2 separate regions of the Mus musculus genome follow, and region 1 is linked to region 2. The links are chromatin contacts, called in public HiChIP or PLAC-seq maps. All regions are on one chromosome and are shown on one strand. Each heading gives the region's core, a stretch centred on a gene start, on an enhancer-like site or on the middle of the called end of the contact. The rest is flanking DNA. Distances are from core to core; before and after follow the strand shown. Region 1 holds the start of Exosc9 (exosome component 9). Region 2 overlaps Qrfpr (pyroglutamylated RFamide peptide receptor).

Region 1 (5,829 bases), core at 2,398-4,897, 370 kb before region 2:
ATGGATGTATAAGCCTCTCCAGCTCATACTGTGAGCGTTTAACAGGAATTGTGAAGACAAGGCTAGACAGTTGAAGGAAGCAATTTTTCAGGTTTGCCAACTATTTCCCCTTCCAATGGGCTCCTCAAACTACTGCCCATAACATGCCTCACACTGCCAATGTTCTATTAGTCCAGAGTAACCCTTACCCCATGCACAATCTCAATTGAGCTCACATATCCTCAAGGCCTTTCTCTAGCTAGGGAAGGGTAGATGCTACCATGCCACATGAAAGTCTTACACTCTAAGTATGCTGTGAGCAGAGAAACGATGGAGGTACATTCATAACAGCTGAATTTGCCAGTTCTATTAAGAAAACCTTTACAAAGACAGGAAGAAACCAGTAGGTGGTCTAGTATTAAGGGCAGCAGGTTTATGCGTATCTGAACAGAGCAATAAAGTTCTTAGCTTGGAGCTGGCATAGCTCAGCTGGCAGAGTGTTACACATCATACACAAAGCCCAGACTCCATTCTTCAGCACTATATAACCAGGCACAGTGGCACATGTCTGTAACCCCAGCACTTGGGAAGTGAAGGCTGAAGGATCAGAAGTTCATAGTCAACTACTCAGATATATAGAGCTGAGCTACAGGACCCATCCAATTGCTAGGTATACTCACATTTCAACCCATGGCAAGGTAACACTTACCCTTGCTGAAAGAAAGCAAAACTGACACAAATGGGCATATGGTGGATGCTCAATGGCACGGGATCACGCTCTTCAGGGGTATACTGTTTCAGAAGAAAGGCCAAAGTCTTAAAGTTAGCAAATGAGAAAAATACAAAACACTAAGATATGAAATTCTTAACAGTGAGTATCTAAACAATGTCTTTTATAGTTACCTATGTGACTCTGACAACTGTGTTCCTACTTAATTTTTATGATGATAAAACATCGATCTCATGTCTAATCTTCTCTCCCAGAGCTTCAGTCCAGTGGCCTTTTTAGGAAGGTATATGTGCAGTGCTACCTAGGAGTTCTTGATGCCCATCTGGGCACTCTGAGTTAGCCATGTAAGTACTGTGGTCCTGCCTCTATCCTCCTCCCTAAGCAGAGCCTAGGAGTGCTGTTAACAAGCCTCCAGGCAGTCCTCATGAACAAAGGGCCTGCAGAAACATGAAAATCCAGCAAGCCTCAGTCCATTTCAGGTACTACAGGCCTCTCATGCTGACCTACTCAGAGACCAACCCTTTCCTCTAGTAGTCAATCCAAAGAAAGAGCCACAGTTCTATTACAGGAGACCAAGCTGGGTCATGTTATTATTGACAGGCAATTCTGTGAGAGAACATGAAACTTCTAGGGCATTTCTGACCATTTGCAGTTTCTGTCTTGTGAATAAAAACTAGAAGAACCCTAAATGCTATCTGCCATGTCTCCTGTCAGCACACGAAGGATTTGCTCACAGGAACAATTCTGATCGGAGCCCTGGAAGCTTACCAGTGTTACTTCCTCTCCTTGGACAGAGACATCAGGTCTTCGGAAGTGACACAAGGCTACAATTGCAGCAATGCTAGCAGCATCAATAATATTCCCATCATGATTTAATAAATGTAGGTCTACACGGATCTGCCAAACCTGAAAGTGAATTTAATATAAAAATAAATCCCAACTGAGCATGACCAATGGCCACTGGTAAAGAAATACTGCACTTTTTTTTTTTTTAACGTATACGGCTAATCCTTCCAGTTTATCCAGGAAAAATGCAGTTAACTTTAAAACAAAACACTTGAAATACTAATAGTTAACTTATCTATGGGATTCATTTGAAAGACTAAGAATATGTAACTGAATGGAAGCATTCTAACATTTGAAACTTATGTTTTTTAAAAAACACATTTATTTTCCATGTATGCACATTTGCTTGCATGTATGCATGTACCACACTCATGCCTGGTGTCCCCAAAACTGTGTTAAAGCTTCTGGAACTACAGTTACAGAGGTTGTGAACCGCCATGTGAGTGCTGGCAACCGAACCCAAACCTCTGCAAGGTCTCCAGGTTCCTACGTCTGTTTTAATTGTGTCTGAATCAACAGTATTCATTGTTAAGATATTTTGAACATATTTCTCACCTTTTCACCAGCGACAACACAGAGAGATTCAGTGTCTATACACTTTGAATTTCGTAGACACCTTTCTAAGAGTCGATTCAGCTTCACCAAGAGATCTGACTGCCTATGGAAAGAAGAACGAACTAATGTGATAAACTTCGACTGTGAGCAGGAAAACAATATCTCACTGAGGGTAAGTTCTTCCATGGCTAAAGTAACTTAACAAAGAGTGAGATACCTGCCAGGCTCAAAAGCTGGAGCAGCCATCTGAGAAAGCTCAAGGTTAAAAAAGAGGATACCTTCCGTTGCCCTATTGAGTTTCGGAGAAACAAGTTCACAGGAAACCTGTCCAAGGACTCTGCAAAAATAAAGGTGCAAAGCAGTCAACTAAACGTACTTTCTTTTCAATTAAAAAAAAAAAAAAAAGGGTGACGAAATCTAAAATAACAACAACAACAACAAAAACCTAAACAACACAATGTGACATAAGAGGCAGAAATTACATATAGAATGTGGTAAACTGGACCCAGCAACCTGCCTACACACACACAATAATGCACATACACAATAATAAAGGTTTTTTTTTTTAAGGGTAAGTAGATTTCACGCAGAAATAAAAAATATTGGTATACACAAAAGGATGACAGAAAGGAAATCTCTTATTTCTTACATCATTTGAGAATAAAAGGGAAACTGAGGCTTACTGATGACATGATCGATACACTCCTCACACTAGAAAATGAGACATGCAGATAACCTGTGTGATCAATGTTAGCTGTCTACATGATTTATAATGGTCATACGGAACTATGATACTCATATAACAGAAAGCACTAATGGTTGAAAGTTAAACTGCGCACAAAACTAAAAAAGGCTGGCATTAAAGAAACATATTTCTCATCAGAATAATGATAATAATAAGAATAAGAATAAGAATAGCACGTTTGGAATTCGGAGCTGCTCAGTAAACAACCGAGTCAGTATGTTGTGATTTTCACACCTCCTGTTGCATTATCTAACTTGAATCCTGTTACCTTGTTTTTCCCAGTTCCACAATACAGCATCCATAATCCGTTCCGAATGAGATCCTGATGTTCCTGTAATCATAGGTCTGTCTGCCGTCCAGGCGCTGTAAGCAAACACCATTTACTGCTTTAACATATTTATGAGTGGCAACTGTGTCTGTGTGGTCCTGGTTCCCAACGTCCCTGCCACTGAATACTGCTGGCTTAAGGTTCAAAGGAACTGGTCAGGGTCAAATACTGCCCTGAGGCTTGGGGAATGGGGAGAGTCCACACTGGGCAGCCCCCGAGTCCACACCACGACCACACAACAGGCCGAACTGACAATGTATCCACGGACAACCCGAGTCTACACCCAAAGCCACGGTGTTCACACCGCAGGCCTCGCACCTTCTTCTCCTCAATTGCGCGGAGCAGGAAGCGGCGCTCACAGTTGGAAAGCGGCGTCTCCTTCATAGTGGCGGGCCACGCAAAGGATGAACGGCACCGAGACAAGTCCGCACACCGGCTTCTTCCCGGCGCGGAAAACCGACGTCATCCAGGCGCAGGCTCGGGGGCGTGGTGTGGGCGTGGCTAGAGATCGGGGGCCGCTGGGGCCGGTACAGGCAGTGTAGCAAATCAACGAAGATTTCCCGGGTTGGTCCTGCCCGGCATCGCAGTGGAGATTAGCATCTGCAGTGCAGTCCTGTTCCTAGTTTTTTATTGAGACAGAATCTCACTCTGTCTCTGACTGAACTCAACAGAGACTTACTTATCCCTACAAGTCGTAACAGTTCTTGCTTTGGGGGTAGGAAACAAAGATTTCCCCAGCTCTTGGGTCTGGATGTCTACCATCTTCCAGGCTGACCTAAGTATTGGGATTCCCTGGCACTTCACCACAGAGACAGTCTACTGAGGATGCTGACTTTTGTCAGAGAAAGATGGAAGGGTGGTGCGAATCGGTGGAGAATCCTTGTAAGGGCTTGGGGCGGATGGGGAGGATGTAGCCGACTAAAGGTGGTTCACATGGGACCTGAGGACGGGAAAACAAGTGAAGTGTAACGTCACTGACTGGAACCTCGTTTACTGCTTATATCTCATTTTAAACCGACAGGCTTATTTTTACAGACAGACATGTGTCCTCCATCTGCTGGCCGGTGTCCTGATTCACCCACATCAAGAGCTGGTATTTGACAGCTTGCGCAACGAGTGAGGCAGCAGTAGGTGATCCTTTAGTGCCCAAATCTTCTGTTTCTCCTTTTTTATTATTGTTTTTTTATTTTAATTACAGAGTCTCACTGTGTATCACTGGAACTAACAGAGATCCACCTGACCCTGCAAAGTTGTAACAGCTCTTGCATGGGTTTAGGAAATAGGGATTTCCCCCAGCTCTTGGCTATGGCTAGCTAGCAGCTTCCAGGTTGACCTAGTTTTTGGGATTTGCAGCAACAATGAATGCTACAGCTCTTGGCCCAGGGTCTGAGACCTTGGCCCCAAAGATTTAACAACTCTGAAACGTTCCAGTTGTCAGGACTGTAGTTTCTGGTCTTGCTCTCTGTTCTCTCCAGCTGTCCCTTTTCTGTGCTGCCTTTCTTCCAGTCCCGGCTGCTTTTGAACTATTCAGCTGCTGCTTCCTCGGCTGTCCAGCTGCCCGGCCTTGCCATTGTCTCAGCGTGGCCGCCAGACTGCACAGCTGCGTATGCATCACCGCTCTCAGCTGCCCCAGCTGCTTTTCCCGTTGCCCCCTCAGTTCACAGAACAGAAAGAGAAAAGTTTCCTTGAATCAGATGCTTCAAATCCAGAGAAGACAGCACAGGGTAGTGCCTTCCAAGCATCTCACTAGGTGATCCTGAGCATACATCTTCTATTTTTCTGGATTTTTTTTCCTCTCGTAAATATAATGGTTTAATTATGGAAAACAAAGAAGTTAATGTTTTTCTACCATTATTCTTCAGCGTGTACTAAATCAGTATACCTTTGAATTCTACTGTGTTAAAATGTTTGGTTTATGGGCTGGAGACGTGCCTTAGAGTTAAGAACTGTTGGTCTTCCAGAGGATCTGAGTTACCAAACACAGCAGTCACATGGGGTGATGCACAACTATAACTACAGCATCGTGGGATCCTAATCACTCTTCTGGCCTCTGAGGATACGGTGCACACATGCATAAACACAGAGACATGCACTCATACACAAGTACCTCCATCTTAGTAGTATGCAAATCTCCTTTTATCCTTATCATTGAAAATTAGTTTATTTGTTTGCTGATTTTCTTGTTTTTGTTAAAAGATGAGAACAAGCTGGGCATGGTGGCACACACCTTTAATCCCAGCACTTGGGAGGCAGAGGCAGGCAGATTTCTGAGTTTGAGGCCAGCCTGGTCTACAGAGTGAGTTCCAGGACAGCCAGGGCTATACAGAAAAACCCTGTCTCGAAAAATAAAAAAAAAATTTAAAAATTAAAAAAAGATAAGAACAATAGTCAGGTGGTGGTGGCACTCTCTAATCTCAGCACTTGGGAGGCAGAGGCAGGCAGATCTCTGAGTTTGAGGCCACAAAGGTCTACACACTGAGTTTCAGGACAGCCAGGGCTACACAGTGAAACCCTCTCTCAAAAGAACCTAAATAAATAAGTTTCCTCAAAGTTTGTTGTATGTTTTATTTGCATGCCTACTTTACATACTTGCATACTTAGGGGTACAGAAAAGTTTCTCAGGTGAAAAGAAGGCAAGAATGGGGA
Region 2 (5,506 bases), core at 2,276-4,775:
GCAACAAAACAGTGATTCACGTTTGAAGTCGGTGACAGATGTGGAGCCTTCCAAAGGGTGGTCTGCAATGACACTTGCTGCTTCTGGTGTTGACTGCTGGCTTTTGTAACCCACTTATCCTTGCCATAAAGATTAAGTATGACTTCCTCTATGAGAAAGAACATGTCTGCTGTTTGGAAGAGTGGGCCAGCCCCATGCACCAGAGAATCTACACCACCTTCATCCTCGTCATCCTCTTCCTCCTGCCGCTTGTGGTGATGCTTGTCCTCTACAGCAAGATTGGCTATGAACTGTGGATCAAGAAGAGAGTTGGAGACAGTTCAGCACTTCAGACTATCCACGGGAAAGAAATGTCCAAAATAGCCAGGTCTGTTTGCTCACCTCTGTGTAAAATGGCTTAGTCCGTCTTCCTAGAAGGGACAGAGTTGCAAGGATGCCAGAACTCTTGGGTAGTTTAGTCAAAGTAGCCTCAGTTGAGAGTATTTAAACCCTTGAAGCTGTTTGCAATTTAACGTGCGGCAGAAAGTTAGATCAAAATTGTTAGTCCTTAAATCAGAAGTAAAGTTGGGGTTATGAAGAGAATTAAGATAGTGGTTACATTTCCATCTCTATACAAATATAATCTGCAGGAAGAATGGTGAACCAGTGTCACAACTCTGTGGTCTAATGGGGGTCTCTTCTCCCTGTCACTTTGCTGGCCATGTGACACAGATCCGCATCTTTGCTCCCCCCACACACACACCCGTTTCTTCATATATACAAAGTTACATAATGGTTCTTGTAACCAAGTTATTCTTACTATAGCATCCCTACTTCCTGCTACTCAGAGGTGGTGCTAATAATATACATGAGATGGAATGTATAATAAAATCTTTTTAAACCAGAGCATATTTATGTATATTAAATGATTACTGTTGAAAATTTATTTTAACATAACAGCTATCTTTCTGACTTTCTTCATTAGTATACACTTAAAAAAAACACTATATAGAAGATGGATTTTATAGTCTTTATTAAACATTCAAGTAGAAGCGAGTTAATAATGCCTCCAGTTCAGATTTCCAGGGATTTGATGGGGTTTAGTTGAATCACGACTGTGCAGCGCCCTCTAGTGAGCCATTTGTATACAGATGGGCCCCTTTATGAGAGACTTCATCACCATGGGTATTTTTATTAAATTAATTATCCCTTTTGTGGGGGGGGGGGTCGGGGAGGAAAGGAAGCTATTGACTTGAAAAGAGAGGTGCCAGGTATGAACTTGTAAAATATAAAGCAAATATATAGTTCTAGTGTAGTCTACCTTATAAGAAGAATAAAGAAATAAGTTTGAATTCCTGGTAAACTAGATTTTTAATTCCATCCTTGAAGTTTACTGTATTTCATAAATACTGATCTTTTGCTGTCACAGACATGAATGATTTTCAATATACAGTGAATTAAAGTCACTCAATTTAGACTCCTAAATCCAAACCCAAATACATCTGTCTGCCTGCAAATCATGGTACCTTCTCTGTGCCTCCGTCTCTGCATTGGTCCATTGATTTGCTTGAATATTAATGATATAATCCATGCCAGTAACCTAGTGGAACCAGGCCCACAATGTGCACAGGTCACAAGCATGCTTATTGCATGAAGACTGTGAAGATAGGGGTGAAACAAACTAGAAAAGGCGATGCTACTATGTTGGAGTGGGCTAAGCTCAGCTTTTATTCCAGTCTTGCTGTTTAACACATTTCCATGGGAAAGTGAACCAACACAATGCCCTCTTGTGGGTCTAGGAAGAAGAAGCGGGCTGTCGTTATGATGGTGACAGTGGTGGCTCTCTTCGCTGCGTGCTGGGCACCTTTCCATGTTGTTCACATGATGGTTGAGTACAGTGAGTACCTGGCCTTCTCATTTGGCGACTCTCTGGGCCATTTCCTGCTAGAGCAGACAGGCATGACTGTTAACCCCTGCTGTTAATTAAATACCAAGCCTTGAGTCTGGTTCTTTCCTGCTACAGGAGCGCCAACCTTCTGTGTGATGGGTGATTGTGTGTGATAAGAACACTTGGGTAAATAAGCGTAATTTAGTTGCCATACACAATAAAGAAAAGCTCCCACAATCTTACATTATTCCTAAGGGGGGGGGCATGCAATGTGACATCTTTTTACAACCTCGACTCCCACCTTATTAATTAATAATACCTAGGATATCGGTTGGTGCCTCAGGATGGTAAGCTAGGAGTTCACATGGTTTTCCATATGATTGTGTTTTCTGCAATGTGGGTGAATACTTGAAAGGCCACTCCTGCTGCTTCTAGTTTACATGACACTTGAATTATTTAGTTGAAAAGTTGTGGGTCCAGTAACATACACTGGACGCCACACTGTGTAGGTAAGAAAGGTCACCACAAAGTTTGTTTGTTTCTGAATAATCAGATTCCTGCCTCAAATTGTCTTCAGATACTTATATGTCACATGCTAAGTAGTTTTTAATTTTCTTGATAAAGTCAATCAGCATTCTAAAATATCATTCTATTTCAGGTAACTTTGAAAAAGAGTATGATGATGTCACAATCAAGATGGTTTTTGCTGTTGCACAAACAATTGGCTTTTTCAACTCCATCTGTAATCCCTTTGTGTATGCATTTATGAATGAAAACTTCAAAAAGAATTTTTTGTCTGCGGTTTGTTATTGCATAGTAAGAGAAACCTTCTCCCCAGGACAGAAGCCTGGAAATTCTGGGATTTCAATGATGCAAAAGAGAGCAAAGTTATCACGATCACAGCGTCCAGTGGCGGAAGCCAAAGGAGACTTATTCAGCGATGCCAACGTTGATGTCAAATTGTGTGAGCAGCCAGGGGAGAAAAGGCAACTCAAGCGACAGCTTGCCTTCTTTAGTTCTGAACTTTCTGAAAACTCTACTTTCGGCAGTGGACATGAACTGTAATGATATCCTCATAGCTAATATCATTTGTATGGAAAGTTATTTTAAGCAAAGGTCAGGACTATTTTTTTTAAATGACAAGAAGAGAAACAAGACATGTTTTCCATTTAAATGAACATAATACATAACACTGTAACTTTGAAAAATTATTATAACAGCTTTGTAGATGATAAAAGTAGATTTTTGAAAGTCTTCGTACATAATAAAGCAGTGGTTTTGGCAGCAGTTTTATCCATGTAGTCAATGTAATGTGACTTTTATGTATTGCTACACTGGATGAAAATTATTAAAATTGTGTCATCATCCTTGAATATTAAACATCTGAACATCATAATGTAGTTTGTAGTGTGCTGTAAACGTTTGTAAAATCAGCCTTTGGAACTGACATCTGTGCCATAATTAAAAAATCAAGGAGGATGAAGAATCAGGCAAGTGACAACTAATAAAAGTTAAGAGATAAATGTCACATTGAAGCTGTATACTGTCTCTGTGGTGACAAGTGACATCTTTTTAGGTCTCTATTGGTCTGCATGAATGGAGGTTCTATCTTGTTTACATCACAGGGTCGCGGTGAAACAAAGTGTGATGGGACAGGAAGGCACTTCTCACTCTAAAGGGATGAACTCTGAGTCATGGCCCTGCCCTTCCTGTCTCCGGCCCCCTTTTCCTGTCCTGCTTTCCTTGCTAAGATTTATTCCGGTGCTGTCTTACTCTCCTTTCTTCATTGTTTTGTAACGTATTTCCCATCCAAAAAAAAAAAAAAAAGGTTGGGTAACTTCATTTATTGCTAAGACAGACAGAAAGATGGATGGATGGATGGATGGATGGATGGATGGATGGATGGATGGATGGATGGATGGATGGTAGAGAAATAACCGGTGATGGATGGTGATATCTGATGTTTATCTCTTCTTGGCACTTTATTTCCTCTAGTGAGATGAAAGACTTTAAGAGAGGCTCTCTCTGTAGTAGACTAATGTAGAAGTTCTGAACCAATTCAAGCCTGTGAAATATCATTGTGTCCAAGGCAGGCCTCCAAATGGTGGGTCAGGAAGAACAGAGCTCCCCACTAGCTCAGCCCCTCGCTGGTGTGGTCAACATGTCAGGAGTCAAGACGCCACTATGGCTATGGCCTTCCCAACAGTGACACAGCCCCAAGCCCAGACACAGCCTCGCTGCCTAACTTTGTCTCTCTAGCACTCATTGCCTATCTGAAGAACTCAGAATATTTTATAATTTAAGCAATAAGATTTGGAAACCAAAGAGCACAAACTGCTTGGGTTCTCTCAGTTCCAGGCATTTCATGTCATGTGTGTCAATGAAGTGCTATCGAAAAGGAGAAAAGTAAAATAGGGTGTAGAATAAGAAAGAGCAATCGCATCACACAGAAAAAAATTAGCAAAGTGAAGAAAGGGATACTTGTGTTTTATGGATTGCTTTCATAACTTGTCACCTTTCTTGTCTAGTTACATTGTAACAAAACAGTGGTCACTACACTGCTAAATCCTTAAGAATGGACCTAATGTGCTGATTCGGGTTATCTTTATTTAACTGCTAAAAACTCATATGACTTCAATATGACAATGAGAAGTTGTGTGCATATTTATGCATTTATCCATAAATAATAAATTCAAAGGAGAAAGTCACCCCTGATCGCTTCCAGCAGAAGAATGACTGAATGCTACATCAACATGGTCTATATTTTCAAGGAGCGTTGATGGATATGTGTGGTGGGTGAAGCAATTTTAGTAATAGGAAACTACACATTCAAGAACCTCCGGGGGGGGGGGGGCATTGCTCACATGTCTGTACCATGTGCATGTCTGGGGCCCATGGAGGACAGAAGAGGGCATCAGATCCCGAGACTGGATTACAGATGGTAATGAGCTGCCACATGGGGGCAGGGGAAAATACTGTTACATAGGTGCTGCCCTCTGGAAGTGCAGGCAGTGCTCCTGGCCCCTGGGTCATTCTTCCTGATGTTTAATTTGATCTTTACTAACGTCACACCTATAAAATTCCTTTACTTGACATTCCGTTAAGAGTTATTTTTGCACTAATTTAACAACTTTCAGTTTTATCGCCCAAAGTTTACAATGCAGCCACTCAACTTCATTTCCTGTAAGAATAGCAGATTCTTCAGGGAAAAAAAATGGTAAGAAGTCATTGCTGTGAGTAAAAATGGAGGTGCGCGTGCTGCTGCCCTTCATGGGTAGTGTGAGCATGCTGCTGCCCTTCATGGGTAGTGTGAGCATGCTGCTGCCCTTCATGGGTAGTGTGAGCATGCTGCTGCCCTTCATGGGTAGTGTGAGCATGCTGCTGCCCTTCATGGGTAGTGTGAGCATGTTGCTGCCCTTCATGGGTAGTGTGAGCATGCTGCTGCCCTTCATGGGTAGTGTGAGCATGCTGCTGCCCTTCATAGATAGCATTTGAAGGTTTTTATGGGCTATGCTTTAAAAAGGACAGTGTGTGCTATAATTTATTCAGCAATCATTATTTTTCTTAAACTTTATATTTTAGATTATAGTAGAGTTACAGCATTCCTCCTCTTTCTTGCCTCCACACTCTCCCACATAC

The links. HiChIP or PLAC-seq counts read pairs in DNA pulled down with a chosen protein or histone mark.
Region 1: an H3K27ac HiChIP or PLAC-seq map of trophoblast stem cells shows a contact between it and region 2, with 9 times the contacts expected there. The contact joins the promoter of Exosc9 here to the enhancer-like site in region 2. A contact is called at or near these places in 2 of 39 promoter capture datasets (cranial neural crest and liver), 1 of 484 Hi-C or Micro-C datasets (bone marrow-derived macrophages), 5 of 115 datasets of contacts at active chromatin or transcription factors (the NIH/3T3 cell line, astrocytes, bone marrow-derived macrophages and 2 more) and 1 of 9 other capture datasets (macrophages).

Annotation. Positions count from the first base shown.
Region 1 is chr3:36,550,424-36,556,252 of GRCm38.p6, reverse strand. Exosc9 (exosome component 9) reads right to left here and starts at 3,647. Exons shown (of 12, transcript NM_019393.2): 1 at 3,502-3,647; 2 at 3,124-3,218; 3 at 2,328-2,447; 4 at 2,111-2,213; 5 at 1,478-1,615; 6 at 689-771. The coding sequence starts at 3,567.
Region 2 is chr3:36,177,315-36,182,820 of GRCm38.p6, reverse strand. It overlaps Qrfpr (pyroglutamylated RFamide peptide receptor), which reads left to right. Exons shown (of 6, transcript NM_198192.2): 4 at 132-367; 5 at 1,779-1,876; 6 at 2,526-3,395. The coding sequence ends at 2,932. Among named protein-coding and RNA genes, the nearest start is that of Zfp267, 29 kb to the right of the region's middle. Within about 2 kb of position 3,525, at least 5 of the 459 cell types and tissues checked have an H3K27ac peak or open chromatin away from gene starts, as enhancers often do. A contact at or near this core is called in trophoblast stem cells, where this site is marked.